Linked DNA regions of Callithrix jacchus: region 1 is linked to region 2. Evidence: chromatin contacts called from public Hi-C data. All regions are on one chromosome and are shown on one strand. The core of a region is the stretch at or near the end of the contact, and the rest is flanking DNA. Distances in the headings are between cores, read along the strand shown. Region 1 holds the start of LOC128929766. Region 2 has its middle 55 kb from the start of ALDH1L1.

What was found. A called contact is a pair of places that touch in the nucleus more often than the background predicts.
Region 1: a contact with region 2 is called in a Hi-C map of skeletal muscle, with 6 times the contacts expected there. The contact joins the promoter of LOC128929766 here to the enhancer-like site in region 2. A contact is called at or near these places in 2 of 3 Hi-C or Micro-C datasets (induced pluripotent stem cells and skeletal muscle).

Annotation. Positions count from the first base shown.
Region 1 is chr15:76,979,722-76,982,860 of calJac240_pri, forward strand. LOC128929766 reads right to left here and starts at 1,881. Exons shown (of 4, transcript XM_078352409.1): 1 at 1,610-1,881; 2 at 722-824; 3 at 2-512. The coding sequence starts at 1,881. KLF15 (KLF transcription factor 15) reads left to right here and starts at 290. Exons shown (of 3, transcript XM_035273943.3): 1 at 290-502.
Region 2 is chr15:77,061,755-77,064,852 of calJac240_pri, forward strand. No RefSeq gene overlaps it. Among named protein-coding and RNA genes, the nearest start is that of ALDH1L1, 55 kb to the right of the region's middle. Within about 2 kb of position 1,752, at least 10 of the 16 cell types and tissues checked have an H3K27ac peak or open chromatin away from gene starts, as enhancers often do. A contact at or near this core is called in skeletal muscle, where this site is marked.

The sequences.
Region 1 (3,139 bases), core at 631-3,130, 82 kb before region 2:
CCTGGGGACCGAGCTTCAGGAGCCGACCCTCGTGGACGCTGCGAGACCGTGGCGAGGGGTGGAGGCAAAGAGCTGGCTGCGGGCCGGGGACCAGGCAGCGTGTTGGGAGGCTTGCGCGTCGCACAGCTCAGGGATCCCAGCGCTGACGCCGCGCAAGGCCGGGCGCAGCGGGGGCGGGGAGGGGCGGGGCCAGGGTGGGGCGGAGCTTGTGACGCGCGGCGCCGGCCAATGGGGCTCGCGGCCGGGGCCGAGCCTCCTGCGAGCCTTCGCGGCGCCCACGGCGTCACGTGAGCGGCGGGGAGTGAGCGCCCAGCGAGCTGCGGGCGGGCTAGTGCTCCGCCGCAGCGACCCGCGGGCCGGCGGGCTAGCGAGCCAGCGCAGGACCCGCGGCTCGGCCCCCGGCCGCCTCCGGACCGAGAGCCGAGCCGCCGCCCCCAGCCCAGCCCGCCCGGCCGCAGGACCGCCGGGGCCTGGCCGCCGGTCGGGCGTGTGCCAAGTTCAGGTGGGAGAGGCTCGGCGGGGCCGGCCGGCCGAGTGGACGCGGCCCCGGGTGATCAGGGGACTGGCGGGCCTCGGGGCGCGTGGCCGTGCGCCCGCGCAGCTCTCGGAAGCACGGCGCGAGTGCCAGAGGAATATCGGAGGAGCGGGGTGGTCTCCCGCGGAGGGGGGTAGGGGTCGGGCAAGCCCGGGGGAGGTGACCCCCCCCACCCCTGTTGCCCACCAGCACTTTGCTGAGGCCCGCGCCGCCGCCTCGGTGCCTGGCCGGGCGGTTCCGTGGCGCGCCTTGCGGGCCTGCCCTCCCATACGGTGGGCACCAGCGGGGCCTTATGAGAGGAGGGGGCGAGCGGACGCGCCGGCCGGTCCAGGGTTGGGGGCGGAGGGGCTGGAGAGGGAGGGGTTACTGTCGGTCACCGCAGCAGTGGTGGGGGCAAAGGGGGGCGCGGGACGAGGGCATGGTGCCCAGCGGGCAGCGGCCCAGAGCTCCAGGAGGGGTCTGAGCCGGCTGTTCATTTCCCACGCACGTTTGTCTACACGCGCGGACACCCACGGAGGCTCCACGCACGAGCACTTCGCGGACAGCCTCCCGCACAGCCAGAGCGGCCGCCGCGCACCACGCCCCGCACACGCAGTCACACGACAGGAACTCACACCCCTTCACGCACACCCGCCACTGTTCACGCGTCTCACTCTACGCTGAGTCTCCGTCCCCTCAGATCGAACATTACCAAAGCCATGGCTTGGTCGAGGGATGGCCGCGGCGGGGCAGAGAGGCTGTCCCCATTCCATATGGTGGTTCGGTTCACTCTTCCCTCCCCGCCGTGGTGTTACTCATGGAACCCCCCTCCCCCCGCCCCGTCTTACGGAGGGTACAGAGGGGCTGTTTTCTCCCACGGCCCTAGGAGGTGACAAAATCTCCAAATGTCTGGGTACCTCAAATCTCCCTTCCCCTGTCCACCAGGACCAGGTGGCCCCTGGGGAGACCCTGCCGTCCTACAGGTGTGAGAACGCCCGGACTCTGCGACTTTGGGGCCTGCGGGTGGCGCAGGGACCCGGGACTCTTATTTTGAAGGGCGGCCCCCACCACCACCCCCGTGATTTGCACGCTGACCCAATGGCAAGCCCTTGGCCGGCGCTGGGCTTGTTATCAATTACATGTTGTTCCTGCAGCCGCTGTGTCCCCGGGAGGATAAACAGCAGGCCTGGCCGGGCCAGGGGAGGGGGCGGAGTCCGGCGGCCAGCCGGGGACTGTGCCCGGAACAGCGTGTCCCCTCCCCCTGCATGCAGTCTGCGCCTCTGGCCGCCCCACGTGCTGCTGTGTTTTAGGGGTTGAGCCGGCTCCAGCCCTAGGGTGTCCTCGCTGATGTCGGTGCCCTGAGCCATCCCAGAGCACTTTCTAGGTTCCCAGTGCCTGGGTGCGTCCCCCTTGAGATGCTCATCTCAGCATTAAGACCCCGTTGCCTGACCTGGGCCACCCAATCCTAGACTCCGCCTCCACCCCCACCCCCTTGGACCTTCCATTCACTCATTCAGCAAATTCTGCTGGGCCCTGTTTTAGACTCTGGGAGACAGCCTTGGAGTGAACAGTCCAGACAGCTGATATTCTGGTGGTAAGGTAGACAGGAAGCAAAGTTCACAAACACATAACCAAGATAATTTTCCACAGTGGGACCTGCAGGGAAGAGTGTAATATAGGGTGATGTAACGGGGAGGCCAGGAGGCTCCCACAGGGGTGAATTCTGAGCCAAGATCTAACTAAGCAGCTTGTACCTGCAGTGCTGGGGGAAGAGCCAGGGCAAGGGCCCCCAGCTGAGGCTGAAGTGAGGTGAGCACACCTGGACTAGGAGAGGGGCAGTTTGTGGTGAGGTCTGTAAAGAGTCAGGAGGGCCAAGTACTGAGGTGCTGCCAGGAGATAGGGCCACCCATCCTTGGGAAGCCATTGGAGGGTGTTTTCTTCTAGCCCTTCTACTGTACTTTTTAGTTCACTTTATCTGCCTATATCTATGTCTTTAAAAGGTAAGGCCTCCTTTAACCACAATACCATCATCACAATTAAAAATATGAACAGGAATTACTTCATATCATGGGATGGCCAGTTAGTGATTGTGTTTTAGGGGAGGGCTCTAAGGCCTGCTCTGGGTCCCAGGAGGGCTGAAGGCCCCGTATTCCTTAACATCACAGTAGAGGGGCGGAGACAGCATACTTGCAGTACCTGCAGGCTGACACCATTGGCTGGCACTGGATGAGTGCTGCCAGTGTGCCAGACCCGGAGGGGGGTGCTTAGCAAGCGTCAGCTCATGGGGTTCTCACAACACCTGGGGAACCAGGCATTGTTAGAAGCACCCCTATCTCACAGACTGAGACAGGCGTGGAAAGGCTGTGCACCTGCCCAAAGTCACCCGGAAGACAGCTGCAGACTCAGGAATGGAGCCCTGCTTAGAGGGTGGGAAAGGATTGGGGGAGGCCCAGGGTGGAGTGTGGGCTCTGCCCAGCCTTGTGCCCTTCACAGTGTCTGGCACCTTCATTCCTTCCCAGCACCTGATTTTGTGAATAGGTGCATTTTAAAACACATTCCAGGTTTAAATCCTTAGCTGAGTTTTTGAACCAAAAAGCCAAATGTCCTCCTAGCAAAACTGGCCTG
Region 2 (3,098 bases), core at 502-3,001:
AGAGCAAGACTTCATCTCAAAAAAAAGAAAATTAGAAATTAAATATCTTTCCAAATTTTCAAGATCTGTCTCCCCCAGTCAGATTATAAGCCTCTCAAAACGATCTTGCCCCCAGAGTTTTACTGCTTACCCAGCAGACACGTATGTCCTGGCTATCACCTGGCAAATGATACCAGCAAATCAGGAGGGACACAGGGGTCCGGCCAAAACAGAAAATGTTAGTTTCAATTCCTGGGGCATTAAAATGCCTCTTTTCCCTTTCTCTTTAATTAATTTTTAAATGAGAACAATGTATATGTTAGAAGTTTTTTCTAGCATAACACGTTATATATTAGGCAATCCAAAATCATACCATCAAGACCACCAAACAAACAAACAAAAAGAAGCGTTAGTAAACTAAGCCCAGGGAAAAGTTGTGTTTCCACTCGTTCATTTTGTTAGCTGCTTCTGGATGATTGCAACCAAGAAGTAACAAGTGCCCAAGTTGCCATAGTGTTCACAGAGGAAAAAAAAAAGAAAAAATAATCAAAATAAGGAAATAGCAAGTGCCAAAAATGGAGGAAAATATTATATAATTAAAACAAAGCAAGGAAATATTTATCCATTGAGAAAAACAATTCCTATATTATTTGCTTTTAGCAGCAAAACATTAGAATTCTGAGATTGTTACACACTAAGAAGATTTTTATTCTTGTGTACACACTGTAAAATAAAACTCTGAATACGGAAAAGAAAAGTTTACTTGGCCAGGCACAGTGGCTCACACCTGTAATCCCAGCATTTTGGGAGGCCAAGGCTGGCAGATCATGAGGTTAAGAGATCCAGACCATTTTGGCCAACATGGTGAAACCTCATCTCTACTAAAAACACAAAATGAGCTGGGCGTGGTGGCACAAGCCTGTAGTCCCAGCTACTCAGGAGGCCGAGGCAGGAGAATCTCATGAACCTGGGAGATGAAGGTTGCAGCGAGCCTAGATCACACCACTGCACTCCAGCCTGAGTAACAGAGCAGGACTCCGTCTCAAAAAAAAAAAAAAAAAGTTTACTTATTTTGCCAAGGTTAAGGACACGCCTGTGACACAGCCTCAGATGATCAGAGCACAGTTTGGTTTTACACATTTTAGGGAGACATGAAATATCAATCAATATATGTAAGAAGTGCATGTAAGAGGTCTGGAAAAGCAGAACAACTTGAAGCAAAGGCAGGAAGACCTGAGGTGGGGAGGGCGCTTTCAGGTCACAGATAGGTGACACACACACGATTACCTTCTTCTGAGTTGCTGATTAGCCTTTCCAAAGGAGGCAGTCAGATATTCACCTTTCTCAAAGAGCAGAAGGGTGACTGAACAGAACGGGAGGCAGAATTGCCCTAAGAAGTTCTCAGCCTGACTTTTCCCTTTAGCTTAGTGATTTGGGGGTCCCAAGATTTATTTTCCTTTCACAAATATTATTAACATAAAATAATAAGAGAATACAGATTTTCATTTCATTTTGGAAGAATTGGAGAATCTGACCTTCGGCCTGCCTTCTCACCACGCAGCAATGCCTGGCACGGTGCCCAGCTGCCCCCTTCTGCCCAGCCGGTGCACTGCACCTCACTGCTGCTACCCGCCTTTCTGGGCGGGGCTTGTCTTTCTGGGGCCTCATAGAGCTTCTGTGTTAGGCTCTAGGAGTGTTTGTAACAGGGAGCCTCCAGTGGAGGTGGCTTGTGTCCCACACTGTCCGGAGTCCAGGAAGGGACAGCCCGGGAGCATGGCTGGGTGGGACTGTCAGCAACCCGAGTGGATTAACTCCTGGACTCAGAACTCGGGGAGTTCCGGTGTTTTAGGCGGAGGGAGGCAGAGTAGGAAGTGTCTGGAGAGAAAGGTCAGCTGAAATCAAGACATGCACACACCTCGGATCCTTCAGAAATGGATGCAGCTTGAAACGTCTCACATTCCAAATTCTGGCAGCCAAGTGAGCGGTTTCCTACTTCTGTTCATAACGCGGGCCTGAAGAGACCCTGTGTGGCTGCCAGACAGACTTCAGGCGAAACAGGGCAGAATCCCTAATCCACTTCACTGTTCTCTGACACGGTCCTTGATGACTCCTCTGGCACTGCTCACTTGCATCTTAGGGTCGTCCTTTTCTTTCCTAATCTGATGTCTGGTTGTGGGGTTCAGTTGGCAAAATAAGGTGAGAGAGCCAAGTGATGCCACCGGGACACATTGGGGCCATTCTCAAGCTTCAGTCCTGGGGATGTGCTCACACTGGGGGTTCACCACAGAGTGCACACACACTGGGGTGCACATGCACCCGCTGCCCCAGTGAGTGACCCCAGACACTTCCTACGGCCCCTGAGGCATGTTGGTCTCATTCAGATGGGTTTAGGGAAGCTCCGTTTCTTGTCACCAGTGTTGGAACTTCATTTCTCTGTTTGCCACTCCTTGTTCTTTTCATAATAAGAACAAAGCGTAGGCAGACCTTGGAATCACTGAACGGCTGTTGGGCCAGTGACTGCTGTTGAGACGAGGCTGCTGGATGAGCCCCTGGCAGCACTATCCACAGTGGCCTGCTCTGCCCATTCAATTGCTGAGGGGTAGCTATGTCAGTCAGGCACCAGGAAAAGTAGGCTATAGGTGTCGGGGTCAAAGGTACCAAGACGCGGAAGCAAAGACAAGCTGAAGCTGCTGTCTCCCAGAGAGTGGGTGTCCTGGGAACATGCTTGAGAGGAGACAGGGCATCCTTGCATGGTGGCAGAACATTGTCCCAGGCCTTGTGGAACCCAGACAAGTGTAAACCAACATCCTGCCCCTTCCCCAGCTGCCTCCCCTCCTCTCTTCTGCTCCTCAAATCTACCCCTGAATGGCAAGCTCCAGTCTACAAAGCCCATCTCCAAACACAATCTCCTTGTGGGAATGTGGTGTCATCACCTCCATTGTAGGGATGAAGTCATCCAGGACCAGAAGATGCACCTGGTTGGCCAAGGTCAAACAATGGATTGACAGAAGGGGCTGGAGTCGACCGGAACAAGATGCCCCAGGCAAGAGTCATGCCTCCATGGTCATTGCTGGGCTGGCCTTCTTTCATTTCTTCTCCTTGGAGGCAGCGCAGGTGGG